Linked DNA regions of Triticum aestivum: region 1 is linked to region 2. A link is a contact called in public Hi-C data. All regions are on one chromosome and are shown on one strand. Each heading gives the region's core, a stretch centred on a gene start, on an enhancer-like site or on the middle of the called end of the contact. The rest is flanking DNA. Distances are from core to core; before and after follow the strand shown. Region 1 holds the start of LOC123062748 (protein NRT1/ PTR FAMILY 5.10). Region 2 overlaps LOC123062745 (phospholipase ABHD3).

Evidence for each region. A called contact is a pair of places that touch in the nucleus more often than the background predicts.
Region 1: a Hi-C map of leaf shows a contact between it and region 2, with 5 times the contacts expected there. The contact joins the promoter of LOC123062748 here to the enhancer-like site in region 2. A contact is called at or near these places in 2 of 5 Hi-C or Micro-C datasets (both in leaf).

Annotation. Positions count from the first base shown.
Region 1 is chr3A:632,319,672-632,325,927 of IWGSC CS RefSeq v2.1, reverse strand. It overlaps LOC123062748 (protein NRT1/ PTR FAMILY 5.10), which reads right to left and starts at 4,968. Exons shown (of 4, transcript XM_044486397.1): 1 at 4,651-4,968; 2 at 4,348-4,565; 3 at 3,681-4,171; 4 at 2,535-3,554. The coding sequence starts at 4,777. The coding sequence ends at 2,741.
Region 2 is chr3A:632,102,895-632,108,906 of IWGSC CS RefSeq v2.1, reverse strand. LOC123062745 (phospholipase ABHD3) reads right to left here. Exons shown (of 14, transcript XM_044486394.1): 8 at 5,471-5,556; 9 at 4,761-4,809; 10 at 4,368-4,424; 11 at 4,053-4,183; 12 at 3,584-3,667; 13 at 3,429-3,495; 14 at 2,457-3,076. The coding sequence ends at 2,621. Among protein-coding and RNA genes, the nearest start is that of LOC123062745, 5.7 kb to the right of the region's middle. Within about 2 kb of position 1,251, at least 6 of the 8 cell types and tissues checked have an H3K27ac peak or open chromatin away from gene starts, as enhancers often do. A contact at or near this core is called in leaf, where this site is marked.

The DNA of each region.
Region 1 (6,256 bases), core at 3,719-6,218, 210 kb before region 2:
TAATCTTGTTGGGTACATAAACGAGAGAGAACTAAATAAGTCAAATGGCGTTTTTTCAATATGCAACTCCGTTGCATATTGAGCTCCACTTAACTTGTAGTGTTGTTTGTTGCACTTTACCATGTCATGCTTCATTAAACCGGACATGCATCATACTTGGTTGTGCATCATGCCATGAGTATGTGATGGTTGTTTACTATGTTGTGTGCTTCTTTCCTGTGTTGCTTCTTCATGTTGGTTCCGACAACGTTGCGTTTGTGAGGAACCGTTTGACTACGTTCGTTTGTCTTCTTCATGGACTCGTTCTTCTTCCTTGCGGGATCTCAGGCAAGATGACCATACCCTCGAAATCACTTCTATCTTTGCTTGCTAGTTGCTCGCTCTTTTGCTATGCCTATGATGCGATACCTACCACTTGCTTATCATGCCTCCCATATTGTTAAACCAAGCCTCTAACCCACCTTGTCCTAGCAAACCATTGTTTGGCTATGTTACCGCTTTGCTCAGCCCCTCTTATAGTGTTGTTAGTTGCAGGTGAAGATTGGAGCTTGTTCCTTGTTGGAACATGGATATTTTGTTGGGATATCACAATATCTCTTATTTAATTAATGCATCTATATACTTGGTAAAGGATGGAAGGCTCGGCCTTATGCCTGGTGTTTTGTTCCACTCTTGCCGCCCTAGTTTCCGTCATATCAGTGTTATGTTCTCGGATTTTGCGTTCCTTACGCGGTTGGGTTATAATGGGAACCCCTTGACAGTTCGCCTTGAATAAAACTCCTCCAGCAATGCCCAACATTGGTTTTACCATTCGCCACCTAGCCTTTTCTTTCCCTTGGGTAGGCCTGCCCAAGGGTCATCTTTATTTTAACCCCCCCCCCCCCCGGGCCAGTGCTCCTCTGAGTGTTGGTCCGAACTGGGCAGCCTGCGGGGCCACCTCGGAGCAACTTGAGGGTTGGTTTTACTCGTAGCTTGACCTATCTGAGTGTGCCCTGAGAACGAGATATGTGCAGCTCCTATCGGGATTTGTCGGCACATTCGAGCGGTGTTGCTGGACTTGTTTTACCATTGTCGAGTATGTCTTGTAACCGGGATTCCGAGTCTGATCGGGTCTTCCCGCTAGAAGGAATATCCTTCGTTGACCGTGTGAGCTTGTGATGGGCTAAGTTGGGACACCCCTGCAGGGATTTGAACTTTCGAAAGCCGTGCCCGCGGTTATGGGCAGATGGGAATTTGTTAATGTCCGGTTGTAGAAAACCTGAAGTTGACCTTAATTAAAATGCACCAACCGCGTGTGTAACCGTGATGGTCTCTTCTCGGCGGAGTCCGGGAAGTGAACACGGTGTTGGAGTTATGCTTGATGTAGGTTGTTCTAGGATCACTTCTTGATCATAGTTCGTCGACCGTGCTTTTGCCTTCTCTTCTCGCTCTCATTTGCGTATGTTAGCCACCATATATGCTAGTCGCTTGCTGCAGCTCCACCTCATACCTTTTACCCTTCCTATAAGCTTAAATAGTCGTGATCGCGAGGGTGTGAGATTGCTGAGTCCCCATGACTCACAGTTACTTCCAAAACCAATTTGCAGGTGCCGATGAACTGTGCAGGTGACGCAACCAAGCTCAAGGAGGAGCTCGATGAAGATCTTGTCCTTTGTGTTATTTCGTTCTAGTTGATCAGTAGTGGAGCCCAGTCGGGACGATCGGTGATCTGTGTAGCTTTTGGGGTAGTCTTCTTTTAGTTTGGTTCTGTAGTCGGACCTTGTTTATATCTGGATGATGTAATGCTTTATTCTTGTAATTGTGTGAAGTGGCGATTGTAAGCCAACTATGTATCTCTTTCCCTTTATGTATTACATGGGTTGTTTGCGAAGATACCTCACTTGCGACATTGCTTTCAATGCGGTTATGCCTCTAAGTCATGCTTCGACACGTAGAAGATATAGCCGCATCGAGGGCGTTACAGGAAGATAGCTGAGCCACATGAAATATCACTATCTGTGGCTGCGTATGTGAAGGAGTGGGAGGAGATCCACAAGAAGGAGGTGATCCCGTGGGTGGCGAGGGAAAGAGAGGCGTGGGAGCCGCCGGAGCCGGGTTGGATCAAAGCCAATGCAGATGGATCGGTTTCCAAACACCGGGAGAAGGGGGCGATGGTGTGGTGCTGCGAGATCACAAAGGTGCATTCCGAGCAGCTTCGTGCCATTTCCTGGGACATGTGGATGACCCGGACAAGGTGGAGCTTCTGGCATGTAAGAAAGCAATCGAGCTATTGAGTAAAACAGACGTGTCAAGGCTTCATCTCGAGAGCGACTCCGCAAGGGTGGTTTCGATGCTTAACAGGCCGGACATGTACCTCTCCGCCCTGGGGCCGATCATGGAAGAAGTCAAGGCGATGCTGATGCATTTTGTTTCTGTTAGAGTTTCGTGGGTTCGCCGTTGTGCAAATGCCGCCGCTGATAGGTTAGCTAAGGTGGGAATGGGTGATGAGGGCTCGCAGGAGTGGCTATCATCTCCACCAGACTGCATTCTTGAGATTGTATCGGATGAGATTCCCGACTTCGTTTAATAAATAAAGCGGCGACAGTTAATTTCAAAAAAAAAAACGTTTGTCTAGAGCCATCCCCGTAAAATTACAGGTGTTTCTAAAAGAAACTTGCAGTATAGCTGAACTCGGCACAACATTATACTATAGCGCTATACATCTGTACATTCGCAAAAAAGAAAACCACCTTACAAGCGATCACATGACAGCGCCACCGTCGTCATGGTCATGGTGAGCCACCTTCTTCTTGTAAACATAGACGCGCGAGACAACCACGAACGCGGCCAGCTCCGCCGCGCAGAGCCCGGCGAGCAGCCAGTAGAAGTAGTCGAGGTGGGCGCGGTTGAGGTTGTTGGAGAACCAGCTGGCGCCGCCCTTCTTGGTGGCGCCGTCGATGGCGGAGATGAGGAAGCTGCTGAGGAAGTGGCCCACCCCGAAGATGCTGAGGAAGAAGGCCAGCCCCAGGCTGCGCAGCGCGTCGGGCACCTGGTCGTAGAAGAACTCCTGCAGCCCGATCATGGCGAACACGTCCGACAGCCCGAACAGCACGTACTGCGGCACCATCCACCACAGGCTCATCGGCAGCGCCGCCTTGGGGTCGTCCACGAGGCCGGCCTCCCGCGCCACGCCCAGCCGCCTCGCCTCCACCAGCGCCGCCACCACCATGGCCACCAGCGCCAGGACGAGGCCCGTGCCGATCCTCTGCAGCATGGTGATGCCCGAGGACAGGCGCGTGAACCGCCGCGCCGCCGGCACGAACAGCCGGTCGTAGACCGGGATGAAGGTGATGATGGTCAGGCTGATGAACGTCTGCAGCGCCGCCGGCGGCACGCGGAAGGTGGCCCCGATCCGCCGGTCCAGCGTCGCGGCCTGCTTCGTGAAGAAGGTCGAGGACTGGGAGAAGATGACGGCGTAGATGATGCACGTCGCCCAGATGGGGAACAGCCGCAGCAGGCCCCTAACCTCCTCACGGTGCTCCGCGTTGAATTCTCCATCCTCGCCGGCAAGAGTGCTGTTCGTCGCAAGAGACCAAACACATTAATTGGTAAGCCTGACAGCATGATGCATTCAGAATTCTCATGGCCAAATTGCAGATTTCAAACGAGAACGATGGATGATGATTGATGAGTGATCATACTTGGCGCATTGGCTGGACTTGGAGCCTTTGAGGAGCGCGACGAAGGCCCTGGCGAGGCGGGCGAAGGGGCTGGACTGGGTGGAGGTGTAGTAGCGGTAGCGGCGGGTGCCTAGCAGGAACATGGCGAGCGCCAAGACCATGACGAGGCAGGGGATGCCGAAGCCGAGGCCCCAGCCGATGTTGTCCTGGATGTAGCTGGAGACCATGGTGGTGGCGGCGGTGCCGGAGCACATGCCGAAGTACCACCAGTTGAAGAAGGAGCTCCGGGAGACGGACTCCTCGGGGTGGTGCTGGTCGAACTGGTCGGCGCCGAACGCCTGCGCGCACGGCTTGTGCCCGGCCTCCGCCAGCGCCACCAGGTAGAGCGAGACGTAGAAGATGGTCACCTGCACCGGCGACGGCGAGCACGCGCCCGACAGCGAGGTGAAGCTGGTGCACCCGTCCGAGTGGAACACCGGGAGCGCCGAGGACAGGGTCAGCATGCCCATGCTCTGCAACGGCAAACCCGGCTGTCAGTGGTCAGCTGGACGCGCTTCTCTGTCAGTGGGAGTGCGCGGGCTTGATTGATTGGGGGAGGGCAGACAGAAAGGGGTTCGTTCGTTCATGGAGCACTTTTTATGTCAAAAAGGGGAATTTTTACGGGAGGGGAGGGGAAAAGTGGGCTGACCACGACGAAGAGGACGGAGGCGAGCACGATGGTGCGGAACCGGCCGAGCCAGGCGTCGGCGACGCAGGCCACCAGCAGCGGCAGCATCGTGGCGACGCCGCTCCACGCGTTGATCGCCGCGGCGGCGCCGGCCGTGGACTCCCCAAGCGGGCCCGTCAGGTAGCTGATGAGGTTGGCCGACACGCCGTGGTACGCGAACCGCTCCGCGATCTCCACACCTTCAATCCCAAAAAAGAACCCAAATTAAGGCCACCCCTCCCCTCGATCGATGATCATCATGGGCTGGATCGGGGCCGCACGTACCGAGGACGAACATGGCGGCGGACCATCGGCCGGTGGAGGCGCGGGGCGCGGGGCCGCCGCGGAAGTCGACGACGCCGGGCACGGCGCCGTCGGAGCGGGGCAGGAGGAGGGCGCGGGTGGCGTCCATTCCGTTCTTCGTCAGTCGGGCCTGGTCTGTTGCGTGTGCGTGCCGGCAAACTGAGCCGGAAGGGGCTGTGCAAATGCGACGGGGGGCGTGGCGGGCATCATATACCGACCGTGGCGGCCGGCCGGGGTACAGTACGGGATCGGGGCAGCGCGCAGCTCGGACAAGGAGGTACGCGACACGATTCACGCTGCATTCCGCCCTTTCACTTCGCTTTTCGCTATCAAAATACGCTCTTTTTTCTCTGGGAATCTTCCGCTCCGGGGTAGTAAAATGGACCGTGCGACTTTACACGGATGTGTACGCCTCACGTGGTGGGTAAATTGATAATGATGCTGCCCATGACGATATCCTTCCCAGCAAAAAGGAAAAAAGAAATGCGGTGCTTTCCCCGTGAATGGCGTGCAGGAGCACGGCGACGGCAGGCGGCCATGGATGGATCAGGGCATGATCCTGAATCCGTACTGTGTGTGATGACGCCAGTGCGGTAGAGTCGGAGAATCGCGCCACCTACCTATCGAATCGGCGCGGGGGATGGCGGGAGACGTGCGTATGCGGGAGAGGCGGCATGATCTGGAGTTGGTGCGGCCCCGGCCGTTTGGCCGGTTGCGTCGCGCGGAATCGCGTGGGCATCGCCCGGATCTCTTGCGGGAGATGTCACCCTATTACTGTAATGTGACGAATGAGATGCCCCAAAAGCTCTGTTTTTAAAAGACCTATTTGATTCATAGGATTTTCAAATTATTCTTAAAATATTGGAATTTTCAATGTATTTTTTCCGTATCAACCGAAGTTTGATCTGTAGGAAGGATTTCTTTCCGCTACATTTCATAGAAAATGTAGCATACATTTTTTTTTTGAAAAAGATCAGATCTATTGCAAAAAATTCATCAAAAGTACAAAGCATCTCAAACATAACAAAGATTACATCGAGATTTTGAGACCAGCGAACGACCACCACTGCCGCCAGAACGAGCCTCTATCGCTACTCCTTTACCGGAGACGGCTTGACCTTGTCGATGACAGCTGGAAAGTCTTGCATAGATCTGAAGTAACTAGCCATGGAGCTGCAGTCGTCGTCGTTGAACCCTTGTATAAATTTGAAGTACCTAGCACCAAATTCGCCACATGATGAGAAACACTAACCTCACCGCCCCAAGGCGACAATAGGATTCTATGCCGTAGCTCTGTCGACTACGTCCAGACAGACGAACTCAAGGAGGACCGGAGTCCAAAGGACAAACTCGAAGAAGGAGCCGCCATCCGCCTGAGCCTCGCACTTGCGAGGACCAAACCCTAATCTAAACTACTAACCGGAGCGAAGGCACCGTGATTCCCCTCCCTGCCACCGGCCACTGGAGTGGCATGTAGAGGGAAGGCGAATCCATGGGCTCGTCGATGAAGTCTGGAGGGGAGAATTTTTCATACCCGCCTAGGGTTAGCGGAGAAAAACGAGAGGAAATTTAGCATACACTTAGGCCT
Region 2 (6,012 bases), core at 2-2,501:
CTTGCAGAAATTACCTTGCTGAAAACCACTTGTCATTTCCTTCTGCTCCTTGTTGGATTCGACACTCTTACTTATCGAAAGGACTACGATTGATCCCCTATACTTGTGGGTCATCAGTGTCCTTATTACCATCGCTCCTAGACGCCTAGCTTAGGATCCCCTACCCCGAGATATGTCGGTTTAGGTTCATGGTGAGCTCCAGAACCTCGCCTTCTTCCATCACCGATGACTGCTACAAAGATATCTCTATCGTCATCGATGTAGGGGTTCCCGAGGCCAATCCAAGACTTAGAGTCGTCCGTCCATTCAAACCAAAGCCGTCGTAGGCGAAGAGCGGCAACAAAATTTTCTAGGTTAAGGATTCCAAGGCCAACAAACTTTATCCCACCAGATCTTACATTTGCACCCGAGATCTTGTCGCTAGTCGCCCAAAGGCACGCACGCCGAAGCTTATCAGTGTAGGATAGAACAACAATGGGGATGTCCAATGGGGTGAGGTGGTAGATGACAAGTGAGGTGAGCACATCCTTTACCAAAACATTCCTTCCAACCGTGGTAGTGTGCCTGCCACACCACGACATCAGCTTGGCTGCCACCTTGTCTCAAGGTACTGCAAAATCGCTACGCCTGAGGCAACCCGTGGTAAGCGGGAGCCCAAGGTATCTTATGCGGAAGGCGGATTTCATTGTCAAGAAGCCGCGGAGCACATCATCGAGGTCAATCCCATGGCACCGGATCGGCACCACCGAGCTCTTCTGACAATTGGTTACCAGGCCCGTGACAATCCCATGAGCCTTGAAAGGAGGCCGATGCTCGTGGCATGCTCAAGGATGTGGTTGACGGGGCCTGCCGTCATAACGAACAACAAAGGGGAGAGGGAGGCGCCCCGTCGCAAGCCTCACACATGAGGAATGGGGGTGCCAGGAATGCCATTGAGCAGCACAAGAGAAGACGGCGGTACACAGAAGTTCATAAAATCTTACAAATAACACCCAGGAAATCCGTGGCCAGCTTGGTAAGCTACCAACAAAAAAAACTGTGGCCAGGATGCACGCAGCGGCACTACTACATTGGCAAGGATGTCACGGCACACAAGAGCTGCCACAATGGCGACGGCGACGCGGCAGAAGAAGGAACTCGTTTTGACATCATCCCTGAGGTCATCCGCCGCACATGGGGCACCACACAAGCCAGGCGAAGAAACATATCACGCACTCCAACAGAAGCGCACGTACTGTGCCTGCCCTGTTGGTCCCTGCGGTCCAAATCACCGTGGGGGCAGCTGGCCTGGGCACGCCCGCCTCTGCTTGAACCAGACCGGTCATGGCGACCGACGCAGCCGTCTCGCCAAACTCGCTCCCTGGAAGTATTCTGGCTTTACATTTGGCAGCAGTAGGGCCAGCACGTACAGCTACTCACGTAGTTTTCGATTATCCAGCAGAGTTGGAAGGATCGTGGTTGAGCTTGGGAGTATTTGTTTATTGGTCTTGTGAAATCCGTGCACGCCTCAAGATCGGGCGGAATGGTTCACGCAACAAGCCAGCAAATCACAAGCCACCATAATTTCTCCGCCATATATAGTTTTATAGTACTAGTAGTATATAGTACTCCATGTCAAAGTGGCTTGCGTGACAACGAATAGGTTATGGACCCTATTCTCTGGCGAGGAATGGATGACACTCTTGCAAACATTTTGATGACATTTTTAGTTGTGTGTGGGATGACAGTTTTTTCATAGTTACGTGACATTATTCAGTGGGATGACAGTTTTGAGCTTTCATACCAGAAAATGACACGTCGCTTTGAAAAAACTGCCAACCCCCTAACAACTAAAACTGTCAATAAAAACATTCGAGCTGTCATCCCTTCCCGGCGAACGGTCGCCAGATAAGATTTCCGTAGATAATTCAGAGGAAGATGCAAGTATATCTCTCAACGGAAGATTTCTGTAGATTATTCAGAGGAAGATGCAAGTATATCTCCCAACGGAAAATTCAGAATCGTTTTTCAGAAAAGCGCATCTTATCGGCATGAAAAGGCAGGCAGGGAATTTTACGCTAGGCCAAGAACGAAAGCGGAGCAGAGGCCGGCCGGGGCCACGCGTGTGTGGCCAGGAATCGAACAAGTGCTCCCAAAAGATATCTCACTAGTCACTGCACCGAAATCGTAGACGATCCAAGCAAATCTGACCAGGAGCATAGCCACGTCAAGGAGATGATACGTCAATGTCAGCCATTGTCCCTTTTGTTGACACTTGAGAATGTTAACCACCTACGGAAACCACCAATTTCCCGTTTTCCCATTCTCACTTTCTTGGATTAAAGAAGACAGAAACCCTCCACACCAGCCACTTGTCTCTAGCAAGCGCCCAGAGAGGGGATCAACAAGACAAACCCAGCCTTTTCTCTTCCATGGTAGTAACACATGCAGGTTGGTGCGAGATGGCAACACGACGATATGGAAGCATCTTATCCGCACAAAATTGCCTAAACACGTATAGCTGAAGACAGGTGCACGTATGACACCGTTATTATTCCGACCACTGCACCAAGGCGTGCATACAGACCATGATGCAAAAGGAGTAAATACTATGCGCAGAGTTTACTTATCTGTACCATGATTACTTAGCGGACAGAGGATTCCTTGACTTCTTCCTGAAGAGCATGAAAGCCAGGGGGCCAAGCAGCGGCCACGATGTCACCAAGGCAACGTACGCGAGGAGCCAGACTGACCTCCCTTGGTACCGGGCGAGCTTGTTTACGGATCTCTTGACGGGAGCCATGGCATCGCGGATCTTATCAGCGTAGCGTTCCTCCCCTTGCTGCTTTGCGGACCCTGCAGCTGCAGGGCTTTGAGCGGGCACTGCATCCGTGCCGCTATTGTTCTCCGCTTCCTTGGCTTGTTCATCTTGTTGTGTGCTGTTCACCGTGGCATTCGGCTTCAGATCATCGGTGATCTGGCTAGAAGGGGGGCCATCGTTTCCGACCGGAGCTATCATTCCATCTCCAAGGATGTTGACGTACGGGCTCTTGTCAATGGACGACTCCAGTGAAGAATGCAGAACATGATCTTCCGCCTGCATTTAGTTACGACATTAACAGACCAATGTAAAGACCATATCAAAATTGGGTGTGCGACATACGGATACGAGGATATCATAAAATGAGCTCAGTTCAGTTGGAGCCCCCCTTTTTTCTCAAAGTTTACAGAACACATTTTGGTGTTCCAAAATAAAATATGTTTTTCTTTTTTCTTTTTTGCACTAGTACATATAGATTTAACTATTTTACATGTATGTAGATCACATCTTTATGTATTTCAAAATATGTATTTCATTTTAGTTTTTTGAACTCGGGCTCCAATGGACCCGGGAGCCAAAGCGCTGCAATTAGGTGCTTTCATCCATGAAGTATGATATAGTGACACACCTTTTGTCGATGCATGTACGAGCTGTCATGCAGAGCACAAAGGAACTCAGACACAGCTCCAACCCACCTACAAAGTATTTCAATTAAATCATGCAATAAAAATATAACCCACATGGATATACTAAACATTTTCAGATATAGTACGATCACCATACCATAGTTTTCCAGCAGTTAGTCCTTGAAAAAATGCGAGATGGCCACCATTCTGAGTAGTCGCCAAAACAATGTTCTTGTTCGCTCTAAATCAAATCAAGATGCTTTCAATAAGTAGATACCAGTAATCATGTATGTGCAATGGACGTTTTCACATTATACATCCCGTGAGATATAAATGGCATATGCAGCTGACATGTACAACCAAGAGAAGCAGCAGGCTATGTAAATCGAATATAAAGAATGTGATGGGATAGAAATATCAATGAGATGTACAGAGAAATTTGTCAAGAAGTTAAGAGAGCTAAATGTGCAATTAAGAGGATAATTAGCGCATGTGTTTGAGCTTATTTTCTCATCCATTGGATCAATTCCTTATTTATGCTCTGGATTGATTGGAACTCATGCTTCAACATTGGTATAGAAAATATAAATTTCAGGGGAATGCTTTTTACAAGGAAAAAAAATCACCTGCATTCGTCCCAAGGAATTGCCTCTCTTGTGCAAAGGGGGTCATCCAAAGCACTTATACAAAGCAAGGGAACTGACACATTACCAACAAAACTAGCACTGCTGCACCGGCGGTAGTAGGTATCCACAGTCTGAGAAATAAAAAATATTACGTGAGCAATGAGATTCTCCCATTATTCAACAGCAAGCAGTTCTTAATCTTATAATCATAGAGCAGTGGGCATGTGATGTAAGCAACAGGAAGAGTAAGACATCTGATTGATGACAGAATCAGGTAATGAGCAAAGCTAGGCAATGGGCGTGCTAGGAAGGTACCTCATATTTTGCAACAATGCAAGTGGCATGGTGGTCAAACTCCCGGATAGAGCGTGACTGAAAATAGAAAAAAAAAATGAATATCCCCTCAAAACGAACTCTCCCAGTTATGAAGTAGCAAAGTAGTCAAACTGTTGGCAGCTTGAATTTAAAGTAGACAAGTACTTCCTCTGTAAACTAATATAAGAGCGTTTAGAATACTAAAATAGTGATCTAAACGCTCTTATATTAGTTTACGGAGGGAGTAGCTAATTATAAAACAGTACATGCCAACAAATCAGTGTTCTGGCTCCACAAAGTGAAAGTGATCAAATTAACAGAAGGACAGTTTCAATATAAATCCCACAAATTTATGCAGTGCCTGAAACAATTTTGCAGCAGACTGAGTCAAACCTTTTTAATACCCTCCCAATTTGCAAGGCGAGCCAAGACAGGTTGATGTCTGCAAAAGGGGAAAACATAAGCAATCTAAGAAAGGGCCCTCTTGCTCAACAGCCATCATATAATCGATTACAAGTTTTAGTGCCATGAACTACAACTTGGATCTTTTGTCATTATTCCTGTCACTACTCTGCAAAGGGTACTATCATAGTGAGATCAGATCAGAAGTGAAGTATGGACAATAGACTTGTACCCAGTGCCTCTTGCAACCAAAAAGTGGAAAATATAGAGCATTTCTAGGTTCTGTTCTAGCTCCAGACTGCTAGTGGAACCAATACACTTGCATAGACATTGTTTTATTTTCGGCAAAGCTGCAGAGATTATTGGATAATGGGAACATATCACGCATTTGCTCAAACCTGTACAAATATAATTTTTCCCCTTGTACAGACATGTATTTCCAAGCTGTAAAAGAATTAGAACTACAGTACAAAAAATGGCATCACTGAACTAGGGTTACATAGACAAAGTTTATCTTCTGTCCTCAAGTGAGACTTTAATATATTTAAAAAACTAAATTTAGGATTAATATATACACATAATAGGAATCTACAGGAGGGTATAGCAGTAGCACCAAAATCAAAACAGTAAGAATGACGTCAAAACTGGAGATTCGGTAAAAAGAGTCATGTAAAAATGCTTACTAAGGACCGGATACTTACAGCTTTGCATAGCCCTTTAGACCAAACGCAAGGGCTTTGTCATAAAACCGTTGCACAAGCTTACGGGAAATAAATCTGTCACATACCTACAAAACTGAAGTTAAATGACAAAATACAATGATTCTAGTGCTGAATTGGTGTTGCACTGATACAATGATGCTAAGTGCTGATTTGGTGTTGCTCTGTGGAAGCAATTGGGTAAACTTGGTAGTACAGAAGAGAACCCTTGCCCTTCTATCGAAATGATTACGTTATGACTCAAAAGAGGTTAAGAATGGATAACTCTGTAATAGTAAAGCAAAAGCAAAATTTGATACTTAAATTTACTGCTGCGGCCTCCCCTAACAGTTTTCGGTAAACAAGAAAAAAGCAAAAGCACTTCCAGAAATCTCCCCAGATGAATCAAAACATAGGAAAGATTATTCGTAGGTTCTTTGAGCAGCGAATCTCTTTGTTCATGACAAATACATTCTTCTCAGGAAGGTGGTGTCAAACTAAGTTCAAAATTAGTGAGAGTTGCAGTAAATTGCATATGCAGTTAT